Linked DNA regions of Mus musculus: region 1 is linked to region 2. Evidence: chromatin contacts called from public Hi-C data. All regions are on one chromosome and are shown on one strand. Each heading gives the region's core, a stretch centred on a gene start, on an enhancer-like site or on the middle of the called end of the contact. The rest is flanking DNA. Distances are from core to core; before and after follow the strand shown. Region 1 overlaps Gm40576 (a long non-coding RNA gene). Region 2 overlaps Wdr25 (WD repeat domain 25).

What was found. A called contact is a pair of places that touch in the nucleus more often than the background predicts.
Region 1: a contact with region 2 is called in a Hi-C map of cerebral cortex, with 2.1 times the contacts expected there. The contact joins two enhancer-like sites. A contact is called at or near these places in 1 of 15 datasets of contacts at CTCF or cohesin (the NIH/3T3 cell line), 1 of 484 Hi-C or Micro-C datasets (cerebral cortex) and 1 of 9 other capture datasets (embryonic stem cells).

What each region holds. Positions count from the first base shown.
Region 1 is chr12:110,225,715-110,232,065 of GRCm38.p6, forward strand. It overlaps Gm40576 (a long non-coding RNA gene), which reads right to left. Exons shown (of 3, transcript XR_001780704.2): 2 at 1,903-5,526; 3 at 1-12. Among named protein-coding and RNA genes, the nearest start is that of Gm40576, 8.5 kb to the right of the region's middle. Within about 2 kb of position 2,472, at least 11 of the 459 cell types and tissues checked have an H3K27ac peak or open chromatin away from gene starts, as enhancers often do. A contact at or near this core is called in cerebral cortex, where this site is marked.
Region 2 is chr12:108,913,816-108,920,780 of GRCm38.p6, forward strand. All of the region lies in intron 2 of Wdr25 (WD repeat domain 25), which reads left to right. Among named protein-coding and RNA genes, the nearest start is that of Wdr25, 23 kb to the left of the region's middle. Within about 2 kb of position 2,291, at least 97 of the 459 cell types and tissues checked have an H3K27ac peak or open chromatin away from gene starts, as enhancers often do. A contact at or near this core is called in cerebral cortex, where this site is marked.

The DNA.
Region 1 (6,351 bases), core at 1,222-3,721, 1.3 Mb after region 2:
GAGAACTGAGCCCTGGGAAGTAAAGAGAAGATTCATGAAGTATAAAGAGCTAGGCCTAGAGGAGACCCATCAGTGAGGCCTTGTCTAATGTCTAATGAACCAGGCGAAACCACTAACCAACCTTCCCTACCATGTGTCATGGCCTGGGTGCCCCGTGTGTGCCACTGGATAACAGTCTCCCCACCAAGGGATCCAGAGACACCTCAGGCTGCATTCTGCCAAAACTATACTTCTCTGCAAGGTCCATTTAGGGAGTGAGCACAGAAGGGTGAATAGGAAGGTGGACTTCAAGGAGGCCTGTGTAGGCACGGGGTGCCATAGAGAAGGGTGGAGGGCTGGTAGCTCTTCCAGTGTCTGAGGCGGGTGTCCTGCTGAACTTGCCTTCCTGTCCCCTCCATGAGAACATCACACTCTTGCCAAGTCCCCAGCAGTCAGATAGCTCACTTCTGAGCTTATCCCAGCTGTGATGAGGGGGCTTTGAAGCATCTACAGATCCTAAACTTAGCTATCCACTGTCCCAAGGAAAGGTCCCAAGTAGGTTCTGAGTGTGATAGAGTCTGCATTGACATTGGTTGTCCAGTAAGACAAGCTATGGCACTGTGCATCATGTGTCCCCAACATTCACTTGCCCTTCTTTGCTGAGAGGACCCTTTTGGTCTCCAGTAGGTTACAGAGCCACCCTCTAGGACGATGCACCCAACATCCTCACAATGCATTTCGTCGGCGGGGCGTGATTGGACATGCTGTGTTCTGTCTTCTTCATCAGGCTACATTGTGGGGTCTGAGGACAGGCGAGGCCTTTTGGAGAAGATGGCAACAGGGTATGGTGTGAGCCCGTAGTACCCAGACCTGGCAGCAGGCTAGGCACCCCAGCTTGGCTTACACAGAAAAATGATATGGACCTTCCTCATGATGCTCACAGATCCATTGGGACCCTCATTACTGTTGCTGGCCCTGGCATTTAAGGCAGCAAGCGTCTGGCACACACAGGTCCTGACAGTCAGCTGGAGAGGGAAAGAAGGAAGCTTGCCATGGTCGGGGGGGGGGGGTGGTGGTGGTTGTTTTCTGTGTTGTGCTATTTAACTGGGAGGAAGCTGTTGTGAGATTGCTGGTGATTCTTTATGTCTACCTTTTCAAGAAAAAGCGGCATCATCCGTCTCCATGGTGATGCGGAAATGCGGGCTGTAAACAGAGGTGCACGCCTGTACACGTATGAAATGTGTTGCTAGAGTTTGGCCCTTGCCATCACCGAGGGGGGCAAGCAGGTGATTAGCTCTTTCCAGAAAGTCTGAGTGAGCTTCTGTCTTTAGGTAGCTGGATCAATGTATCTCCCAAGTAGAGATGGCTCTCTCCATCAGTGATGCATATCCCCCGCCCCACGAGGGTGGATGTGGCAATTCCATGGGACCTTGCAAGGGAAGCACTCAGAACCATACTTAGTACCCAGTGATCTCTCAGGAGCACGCAAACCCAACACTGTGGGACTCAGGTCAGAAAATGTCAGCAAGATGTTGCTGTCCAGGGATGCCTGAGTCAGGGGACTGACCAGCCAGTGAGGGAACTGAGAGAGCTAGCTGGAAACGTGTGAAACCTGAGTGGAGCTCCTGGGCTGATGGGGGACCTGACAGTCACAGAGCAGCTGTGACAACGCAGCCTCTGCAGAGACAGCAACCATGAGCTGAGGGTCTTGGCTTGTTGGGGAAGACAACAGGGGTCTCTGGATGAACTCTGGGGAGCAGTGACATGGGACAAGGTAGGTATCAGCTCACAGGAGGACCACTAAGTTAACCCCACCCCACCACAGCACCCTGCCTGCATCTCAGACCACTGTTAAGGGGAGGAAGTGGGTTAAAGCCACCTTTCTGTCCTCCCAGGGTCTTGTTCCCTCCGAAATCTCCTCACCTAGAAGCATGGCACTGTAACCTTGTCATGTCTGTGACTGAGGGTCCTCCTGTGACTCTGCACACACAGTAGGCACTTCTAGTGGAGGAAATCTGGCACATAGTAGGTACAAGAGGACATCTGATGAGGAAGGTCCGAGAAACAGGATGGGTACTGGGTAACATCAGGTAGGAGACATGTTAGCACACTGTAGTACTTGAACACTGGCCAAGCTAGCCCCTGGCCATTCTTTGGGGGTACACAGAGGTTGCATGGTCTGACCTGCATGTGTACTCCCCTCGCCCCAGAACCTCAGTCCCCAGGCCTCTCCTTGGTCACCTCTGCCAGGATCTGGGTGTCCTCAGGAGACCCCGGGAAGCGGGTGCCGCAGAACTGGGAGGCAGTGTTCCCTTCCGTCTTCACATCGGGCTGAGACTCAAAACAAAACTGTCAGATTTCAGAACATTTCACAGCAGCAAAAATAACTGCACTTGGGGAAAAAACATGCAGACACTTCTCAAAGTCATGTAGTCGCTTCAACAATGTGCCAAAGGCTTCTGGAATTGACAGGTTCGGTTTGCCACGCACCAAATGCGCCTACCCCTGCCAGCCTCATCTCCCGAAGCTCCCGAAGTCTTTGTGTGCCAAAGCCGTGGTACAGAAAAGACAGCAAGCAAGCAGGACGCCACGGGGCTGCCTTGGCTCGGCCCTATTACATTACAGCTTCAAAAACCCTGCCCAGAACTCACAGGTCCCACATGCCAAGTCCAAGGTGACTGAAGCAGGAGCAGGCAGATGGGGGCCACATTCAATCGCATCTGATTGCACGCAGGGCTCTCCCCGTTGGCCACTGCATTTGGTCTTCCCAGCCACCTACAAGAGACATGTCTCTGCTGTGCAGATGGAGGTATCCCTGGTCAGAGGCAGCCTTCCTTTCCTGGGAAGGAATCCTATTGGCTTCTGTCAGGGCTCTGCATCCTCTGCAGCAATATGAGGAGTGGCTGGAGGACTGCAGGGAAGAGCCCTTACTCTGAAAGCATGTGGACCTGGGTTCGAGTCTCCAGTGCCCACACTAAAAAGTGGAGCATGGTTGCCTGCACCTATAACCCCAGCTTTGGGAAGAATGTTGGAAGCAGGAGGACCCAGGGACTATGAGGCAAGGCAGCCCAGCTAGAAAGGAGAGCTTTGGGTTCAGTAGAAGACGTTTTCTCAAGGTAATAAGGCAGTGATTGATTGATAGCTGGCGTTTTGCTCTGGCCTCTTAAAGTGCAGATATGGATGCACGCACCCATACAGGTACATAGGCCACATACACACAATAAAATTAAAACACAGTTTTTAAAGGAGGACAAAGGGGTGGTTAGGCATGTAGTTTCCCAACCAAAAATAGTAGTACCTTCTGTCCTCCTTAAGCATCTAGGTTGGTCACATGGCACATTTGATCACTGGGTGTGGGCAATGCCCTCTGACCCTGTTCTCACCTTCTCAGGGCAGGAAATGAAAGAAAGGCTCATCTTAGATGGCACGGAGAAGTCACTTGCGGATCAGCAGGGCCATGAGAAGCATAGGGGCTGAGCTGGCACTGTGAAGCTGCCCCAGGAGAACCTGGACCCTGTCCACACCATTGTGGCCTCTGAGGGAAATTAGCACTTAACCTACAGTGAGTGTCGGGCAGCAAGACTTGCCACGGCCCCTCCCAGAGCTCAGAACAAAGAGCCCAAACAGGGAGCTTTGCAGAATCCCATCCAGGGAGAAGCAGAGACAGGTGAAGGAGGTCTTCATAAAGACAGGACTCTATCCTGGCTAGGACTCTGGGTCCAAGCAAGTAGAAGAACAAATGCCCTTGAACTGGAGCAATGGTAGAGAGATGGAGAGATGTCAGCATGTTGGACATGGGCTTCAGAGGGAGCTTGGGGAAGACACTGGCACTGAGTGAAGCCATTGAGGGTGGTAGAGGATACTGTGGGAGAGCCAGTGTGCCTGTGTCTTTACTGGGAGTCGGGATACACCAGCCCAGACTCGGGCACTGTAGAGTGACTGAAAGGAGGTGCCCAGCAGGCAATACAGGTCTGGACGTCAGAAAATGGCCCGAGAGTGTAAGGGAAGGGATTGACCACTGATGCTTAGCAGTGGGTACCAAAGGCGGCAGTGAGACTGGCTGGGAGAATGAAAGGTGACCCAGTGAGAACGAAAGAGGAGTCTAAGGAACAGCAGACTTTTAAGGTTGATAGAAAGGAAAGGGCCTTTGGGGGTGCCCTGGGAGAAGGAGGATCCCCAGAGGAAAAGGGGGGGTATGAGAATTGCAAATCCAGAAGTCCTGAGAAAGAATGGGCTAGCTGGGTCAGTACAGTCCATCAGATCAACCAAGATGGCTACGTTGGGGGTGGAGGGAGCGGATGGCAGATAGCAGAGGATGCAACACAGAGAGTAAAGTCAACCCAGGACCACACAGGACATGTGAGAGCCTTTGGGGGTGAGCAGGGGGCTTTAAGGTATGAGGAACAGGGACACGGGCATGTGGGATCCTGGAGGAGCGCAAGGGTGCCTGGCAGAGGTGGCTCTGTGCAGCAGTACATCTTATTTCAAGGCTAATCTTCGCCATCCTCCAATTTCCACCGCTTTCTACTTAATATTTTCCTTAGATTCAATCCAAAATAGTCTCAAGTTTTAAACCTGCCTTCTGCTAGACAACACTCTCAATAAAAATCCAAATTTGTTGGAATATTTTTTTCTAATACACATGAAAAAAAATGTGCCATTATATAAAAGAGCTGTCCGGACACATCTGAAATTGCCTTGAAACCCGCAGAGTTCCCCTAGCCTTAGGAACTTGGGATAGGGGAGGGGCACACACGTGTGTCTGGAGTCAGGTGACATAAGGTGGCCTCCAGGCTCTGCTAACCCCAGCTGGATGATCTCCGGCATGTGATGTAACCTCTACCAGCTCCAAACTCCATCTCTCTAAAGTGAGATAAGCTTGTCTGTCTGTCTTTCTGTCTGTCACAAGCAGAGACGTCGAGGCGATGTGAGGTCAAGAGAGAAGCACAGTCCTTAGCAGACTGGCCTTAGCAGTCAGCCCTGTGAGCATTTGGCATCATGTTGATGAAGATGGTCCCTATGGGAAGGACAGATGGACACACACAGAGGCAACATGCCAAGGTACCTGTGCCTGGCCCACCTCTCTCTAGCCAGGGCTGTGAAATGTTCCAGCTAGACTCTGGAATAGATTACTAACCGCTAACTTCAGAGCCTCCATGCCAGAGATGAGTATGAACAGACCAGAGTGTGTACCCGGCTCCACGCTCCAGCGTTGATTGGCTTCTGGGAGGATCTACCAGGGAAAGAAGCTCCAAAGTACAGACAGGCTCTGCCTCCCAGGGCTGTGCTCACAGCGGGTAAACATGCAGAGGCTGCCGGGTACCACACCACATGACAGCCAGGAGATTCCAGCTTGCCCACAGGCTGAGGACCAAGGGAGAAGCAGTGTAGCCTGAGGCCATCACTCCTGCCCTGTTCGTGGTGCAGTGTACTTACGATGAGAATGCATGCCTGTGGATGCTAAACTTCTTCCCCACTTTTCCTCCTTTCTAAGTTTGGTCCTCTCTAACTGTTTTTTAAGTTGGGTTCCGTCTGAACTATGAGGATCTGAAAAAAAAAAAAAAAGAAGAATCCCCAAATCTCTTCTGAAACTGCTTTCTACCTGGTCTCTGTTGGGGTAAGCAAGCCTTGAACCAGCTCTTCTAGAGCCTGACTAAGCCCTGTGTTGAAACTCTAGCCCTGTTCCCCTCACTGACATCGCCAAGCCCACTATGACCCACATCTTGATAGCTCGCGCAACGCAGTTTGTAAAGATAAAACAGCCTTGTCTGGACAGACAACTCCAGGAGAGAGAAACTGCAGCCTTGCACATGGTCCAGAAGCCACATTTAACATCCCATTCCCCAGTTCTCCCACATAAACCCCAAGTATCCCCTTTCTCTTTAGCAGACACCCCTCTCCTTCTGTGTCTGTCCCTTGCTGTTAGAAATAAACAGTCCAGCCTATGGAGGTCATTCTCCTGTCTCTTTAATCTGTCTCGGAATCTAACATTAGGTTCCCTCCGATGTCTAACAGTCTCCCCTTGTTGGGGGAGTCAGGGAACTGAGGGACAGGAGAAAAATTTGAACTAGGATATAGCTTTAGAGAGTAGTCTGGTTTTCTCCCCGCTTAACAAGTACAGAAACTGAGGCTCAGAAACTCAGAGGACTCAAAGCTGTCGTCTGGCTAGAAGTGGTGTGCGCAGCCTGTCTTTGCCACGGGTTCATGAAAGCATTTTCCCAGGGACTTTGCTACATACACGGAAGCACCCTAAGGACCTCGTCTCTCTCTCTCTCTCTCTCTCTCTCTCTCTCTCTCTCTCTCTCTCTCTCTCTCTCTCTCTCCTCTCTGCAGCTGCCAGATTGTTCCCTGGAAAACAAGCAGTCTGGCTCC
Region 2 (6,965 bases), core at 1,041-3,540:
ATGGCCTGGATTGTTCTTTTTTCTGTGCCTCAGTTTCTTTCTAGTACATGGTGTTAATGAGAGTCAGTTCAGGGAACTGCCAGAGGTTTGGCCTTTGGAAAGGTTTGCTGTTAATCTGACTTAAAATTCTTGTGGTCACTGTTGTACCGGGCTAATGGCTCCGGTCCTTCCCTTAGGCCCCCAAGTGCAGAGAAAGGCGATGGTGCCATGGGGTCTCTGTGTGTGCCCTTGGCTCTGTCACACTGAAGCCACCCAGAATGACTTGTTTCTTGTTGGTTAAAAACACTTACAGCACTTGGAGCAATGGGAACATACTTTTTAATTATTTCCCGGCATGTCTACAGCAATGCTGTTGTCAAGGAAACCAAAGCCTCTGAAAAGCTTTTCAACTTCCCTGTCAAAAGAGGACTCTTGTGCCACACTCATGTCTGTGGGAATGGACCTGTCCTTCTGTAGCAACATCTGTTTCTTCTGGAGGGTTGTTTCCTTTCCTCTAACACATAGAGTCTTCCTGACCTGTTCCCGGGAGTGGCAGGATAGGAAGAACTGCTTGCATTCCTAACACAGTATTTCATTCATCCTGCATCTGTTGCAAGAGTTGGGTGCTGGGACAGAGTGAGATCAGAGACGAATGCCTGGACTAGTCTTCCCTGTGAGGAAGCAGCACAGGGGGTCAGAGCGGGCAGGGAATGGTGGGGCAGGATCATGACTGTGCTGTAGGGTGGAGGATAAGATGCTTTGGGCTGTTGGGGCACTGAGGAGGTGTGATAGATGCACAGCAAGGCCGTGGCAGACCATCCCAAGCACACTGCAAAGACCTAGCAATGTGGCAGAGTGTGCTGCCCCCAGTAACCTAAGGCAATCCAAGGATGCTGGCTGGCTGGGTACCTGAGGCCCAGAGGGACCTGTGCAGCCCTGCTGAGGAGTAGGGAGGGCAAAGAGATTTCAGCACAGTCTTCCAAGTGTGTGTGCTTTCTGTGGTCTGAGCTGCAGCTCCTTGATGTGTGGAGGCATGTCACTGCTGTGTTCCAGCTCCAGAGGAAAGGGCGCTGCCAGCTCGCTCAGGGCTTAATAACTCACTCTGGCTGTGGGAGTGTGGCTCTGCTGTAATGCTGCAGCCTGCACGCCAATAAAACTTTATGGCGGTTAAGCCTGTCAGGGGTGCTGGTTTATACGAAAGAGATGAATCACTGTGAGAAAAACGGGACTCTTAGTTTCTAACGGCCCTTCTTATTCTTCTTGTAAAACTTTAAAAAATAACCCTAGATGTATAAAGCAGCACGCAGTGAGTGCCTGGTCCTTCCCCACGTTCCTCACACTGACCTCCCTCTCACACAGCTAAGAAGTTAACATCAGGCAACTCTACCACACTCAGCTAACTCTGCAGTGCACTTGCCTGCCTTTTACTTAATTTCCTGTTAACGCCCCTTTCCTGTCCCAGGGACCAGTTCAGGGCACCATGCTCCATTTAGATGGCTCTTAGAACTCGGCAGGTGATGTGTTTTGGGGTATCCGAAGAATAGGCTGGAGCTGACCACCTACTCTGAGTTTCCTGTGCTGCTCCAGCCCCACCTGGCCTACACCAGGGACAAATGTGAGGATGCCTAGCTGAGTGTAAACTCCAAGCTTTCAAGGCTGCTGCTTCGTGAGCTCGTGAGCAGGAGAGGGCCTGCTCCACAGGGAGGCCAACAGAGTTCATGTGCCAAGTGCCTTGTGCTCAAGGGTGCTGCCTCCCACTGCATGTTCCTGCTCTTCCTCCTCTTCCTCCTCCTCCTCCTCTTCCTCTTCTTCCTCCTCCTCTTCCTCTCCTTCCTCCTCCTCCTCCTCCTTTTCTTCTTCCTCTTCCTCTTCCTCCTCTTCCTCTTCCTCCTCCTCCTCTACCTCTTCCTCCTCTTCGCCCCCTCCCTCTCCTCCTCCTTTTTCCATCTAGGCCTGACCCGGCCAGCCTTTCGTGCTGACATTGTTGAGAGTTTGTGTTTAGGCAATTCCAGCACTTTGGCATTTTCAGTTTTCCCGTGGTTTATCGGATAATTGAGTGTATCTTGAGGCAGCAACTGAGAGTTGAAATGTGTTGCCTTTAATGAGTGAAACAAGCTCTCCTTGCATACAGATAGCTGCACACTTGTGGGCGCTCCCATCTCCAGCCCTGCTCCTCCCTGTCTCTTCCCTCCATCCTCTCATGTCTTGATTTTACTTTCCCCTTCTGCTTGCCCCTAGTCCTCCATCAACTGTGTCCGCCTCCGCTTGCCTTTCCTCCTTTCCCCACTCCCTCTCCAATTCCCTTCTTGCATTCCTTTCCCAGCAACAGGCCAGTGAAGCTGTTGCCACGGTAACAGAAGCCTAGCAGAGGCTCTGCTCTGCTCTCCCTATGCGGCTAACAGGATGACGCAGATTGCAGATAGTGTTGATTTCTAGAACCATCTGAGCTCTGGCCTGTGGCCTCTGGAGGCCCTTCATCTTCCAAGGGCCATACCAGCACCATAGCTTGTGGTTCTATTCAGCTGATGGTCAATTTTTTTATTTGGAAACTTCAAAATCTGCTTTCCTGCCACTTCAAAATACTGGTTGCATGTGTGGAAGTGTCCCCCAAACCCACCTACATGGAGATAGATGGCAGCGGGAGGGAGGACTGTAGGAACAAGTCACATGCAATCTTTGCTGAGTTGCTGGGATGAATGAATGATTGTTTTAGGATAGGGACTTCAGGTCTAGTTGGATTTTTAAAACTCCAGTGCTTAGTCTCCTCCAGCAGGTGTTTGAGAAGAGCTTGCTGGTTCTAAGACCTGGGTCAGGACTGTGCAGAGCCCAGTGCCACCTCAAGGGATCCGTTAAGGAGCAGGGCTGGTGTGTGGACACAGGGCTGTGCTGACATTACACGGATGCTTGTTTGTCACAGTGGTCCAGTGGGTCCAGCTGGTGCCCATTCTGCTTTCGCATTAACTAGGCTCTGTGGTCCCCTCAGAGGGACCACAGAGCACTTGGCTTCTGGGCCGCCATGGAGCTGGTTGACAGTGGTGGCAGCCGCACTCCATCTGGGTTTGACTCAGGCCCAGCTTGTTGGCATTAGTGAGGATTTGGAGTCCCGCCATTCAGCCAGCACCAGCTAATAGCCCAGCAGGGAAGAGTTAGTCCGTGGATTATATTTAAGTTAGTCCTTATTCCCAAAGGTAACTTTGTTTAATAAAAACCTTAAGCCCCTATTACTGTGCTTATGGGTATCCTGGCTCCAGGGTGTACAAACACGACTTACAAAATTCAAATATTATTTGTGGCGGTGCACAAACATGTTCATTAATAGAGGGTGTGCTAAAAGCACAGGCGAGTTCCGTCTGTGCCTGAATGGTCTTTCTGCACTTGGGTCTTTTTATTTTCATAATCACTTGGAGCTTATTTAAATACCGCCCTTTCAGTAGTGAATTTTCAAGGGAGGACGCTATGTTATGTGAATAACTTCATGGCTACCCACAGTATTTCCAGTCAGTTGCTGTGACTTAAATTGATAATGGACCCCACACAGCAGTTGCTAATGGGGGATAATCTGGGAGTGTTTTGTTATTGTTTTTATTTTAGAAGAAAGGTTTGAAATTAGCATAGTAAATCTCTGTGGGATCTTTGCAAATAAAAGAATATCCACGTTAAAAACAACTTTCAGGAAAGATGTATGGTAATGAATAAAACATCAGTGAGTGAAAATAAGCGTGTTTAATTATTCAAGTAGAAGTAGTAATTTAAACTAATTATTGCTTGCGGATTTCATAATTCAGTTTTTGTCTCGCAATAATATTTCCTCTGGGCCTCTGGGGCGCGTCAGTGGCTGCCCCCGCTCCATTCCTGGGGCAGAGAGGCCTCCTGCCTCCCTGGAGACTCAGCGAGAGAGTGTGGGGTTGCTCAGGTCCCTGTTTCTGCCCTGCTCCTTCTGCCTTTGGTCCACAGCAGTCCCCTGTGCACTGTCTAATTAAGCACTTCCTTATTAATCACCTCTGGTTGGCTCAGGGACTCAGAGCAGCCTGTACATTGATTTCCAAGTGGGGGCTGGCATCTCCCCTCAGCCCCTCAGGGTCGTAGGCTTCCGTGGCATGCATGACCCCTTCTGCCTATCCCCCCCCACCCCAACCCCATACACACTGGGTAGTTTCCTGCTCTTTATGGCTGCCTCAACTTGCCTCTCTTCTTGGAAGCATCTGCTAATCCTCCATGGGAGTCCATCCCCTCCGATAGCTTTATGCTATCAGATTGTGGTCTTTTGTTTGTTTACATTTTTCATATTGGGCTTTTTTTTTTCCCTTTCTTACTTTGCTTCTGTTACTGGGGGAAACATGATCACCTAGAGGAATGGAAAAGTACTGGAGGAAACAGGAAGCAGGCTGCTCCATCATTACCTGCAGCTTGCAGTCATGGGCTGCTCTAGCAGCCTTGGGGGTGCTCTCTCTAGTTCAGCTTTTCTTGCCTCCCCAGGCTCTGGGGCTTGCGTGTCTGTTAGGAGGGCCTGGGTCTCTCTCCTCTGCACACTTCTGAGGTGCCCCTGGGATTAGTTGGTGCTGATGACAGAGGAGTAAGTGCTGAAAGGACTCTTGCTCAATCGCGAGAGGCTTTTAAAACCCAGTTATTACTGCTGCTCCTATGAATGCCCATAATGGCACGGGAGTTTTTCTGAACCTCTCTTTATTGCGCAAATGCTGCCTGGATCAGATCCTGACAATTCAGGTGAATTATTATTCTGCCCCTCAGAAGGTGAAGGGAAAGCTTTCAGTTTGTAACGTCTTCTTCCCAAGTGCCCTCTGTCAAAAGGTAGTGACATGTGACAGCCATTAGTACTTTGCTATAATCACATGCCATTCCATCTCATGCCCAAAAGCTTTCCATCTGCCGGGTAGGAAGGACTACCTTTATTTCAGACACCTTCCCCCTTTCTTTTGTTGTTACCTTCTCTTAAAAACAACAACAACAACAACAAAACAGCCTCCTGACTTTACAGGCATGATCTGTGGGAGGAGTGACTCCTTTCTCTATGAGGTTATTGCCACGGACAGGGGACACAGGTGGGACACAGGGGACAGATGGAGTGATGACGCTGGCTGCCAGGAACCAGAGGTTCACATTGAGTCACCAGCTGAGGCACCAGGCAGGTCAGGCAGCTGCTGTGTGTGTTGGGTTCCTCATTTGGGAGAGCATGGAGGTTTGACGGATCTTGGATGTGCTTTCTCTTGCAGTAGTTGTGTGATCTCCAGAGTTGCTGCAGCACAGTGCAGTAGTGACAGGACTGCAGGTGGCAACCCTTCCTGCAGAGCTGTCGCAGGGAGCATTTGCTGTTCCCAGTTGGTTTCCTCTCCATGTGACCTCCGGAGGAGACTATTAAGCAAACAGAGAAGTTCCTAACCCTTTGCAACCACTCTGGAGTAAAGCCACAGGCTCGCCATAAAATGCTGTGTGTTGGGAAAAATGAAGAGCCTGGTGCTGGGGACTTCTGTGTCTAGGAAGGCCAATGTGGCCAGGCCACATGGTACCCATCTGTACCTCGGCTCCCTTAAATGCCATCTGTACAAACTTGTGCCACCACCATTTATTTTTATACCATTTGATTCTTTGTGTATGTATGCCCATGTGCACGTGGCGGCTGGATGGCAGCACTGAGAGCCACCTTCAGTCACTCCACTCTCACTGAATCCAGAACGTGATCTATTTCAGCCAGGTTGCCTGGCCAGCAAGTCCTTGGGTGTTGTGCTCACCTCGGCCGGCATGGAAGACACAACACGTTCGGATTCTTCTCAACAGCCTTTATTACAGAAACGCCTCAATGCTGCTACGGGGACACTGGGCACCCAGGGAGGTCTGCTTATATACTCTCAGTCCCCATTCACTCACGGCAGGCCACGCCACCTCACCAGGCACGCAGCTTCAGCCAATCAGGGTGGCAGGGGCATGTCTCCACCAAATATGGACTTGTTTACACCGCCAGCATCATGGTGCACCTGTGCAGCTCTCGCGATGGTCGTGGCTTATTTTCAGGTGTATGAGGAAGTCAGGTGCAAGTCATAAGACTTAGCTGCAGTCCCGGGCGCCATCTTGGGACTGCTGCCACACCCGCTCCTCACACTTGGGGTCTGCCTGTCTCCTGTCACAGTGCTGGGATTACAGACATGTGCTGCTGTACCTGACTTTTCTGGGGATGCTGGGGATCTGAACTTAAGACCTCATGTTTGTGCATTGTGCTGGATAGTTTTATGTCAACTTAATACAAGCTGGGTCATCTGAGAGGAGGGAACTTCAATTAAGAAAATCCCTCCCTACGGTGGGGTTGTAGGCAGCCCTGCGGGGCATTTTCTTAATCAGTGATTGATGGGAAGGGCCCAGCCCATTGTAGGTGGCACCGTCCCTGGGCTGGTGGTACTGGGTTCTATAGGAAAACAGGCTGAGCATGTTATGCTGAGTAAGCCAGTAAGCAGCCCCCTCCATAGCCTCTGCATCAGCTCCTGCCTCTGGGTTCCTGCCCTGTTTGAGTTCCTGTCCCAACTTCCTTCAATGATGAGCAGCAATGTGCAAGTGTAAGCCAAATGAACCCTTTTCTCCTCAGCTTGCTTTTTAGTTGTGGTGTTTTATTGCAGCAATAAAAACATCGAACTCAGTAAGCTCTTTACCATTGAGCCATCTCCCTAGGTTCCTTTTGATTGTTTAAACACCTGTTCTATCATTGATATTATTTATTTATTGTAAAAACTTCTATTGCATTTAGGTATGTGTTTATGTGCATGTAGGGGAGGGATTACATGTGCTACAGCATCCTTTTGTTTTTAATACATATTTTCTTTATTTACCTTTCAAATGTTATCCCCTTTCCTGGTTTCCCCTGTAAAATCCTCCTATCCCACCCCCTCCCCCTGCTCCCCAACCCACCCACTCATGCTTCCCTGTTCTGGCATCCCACACTGGGGCATGGAGCCTTCCCGGGAACAAGGCCTCTCCTCCCA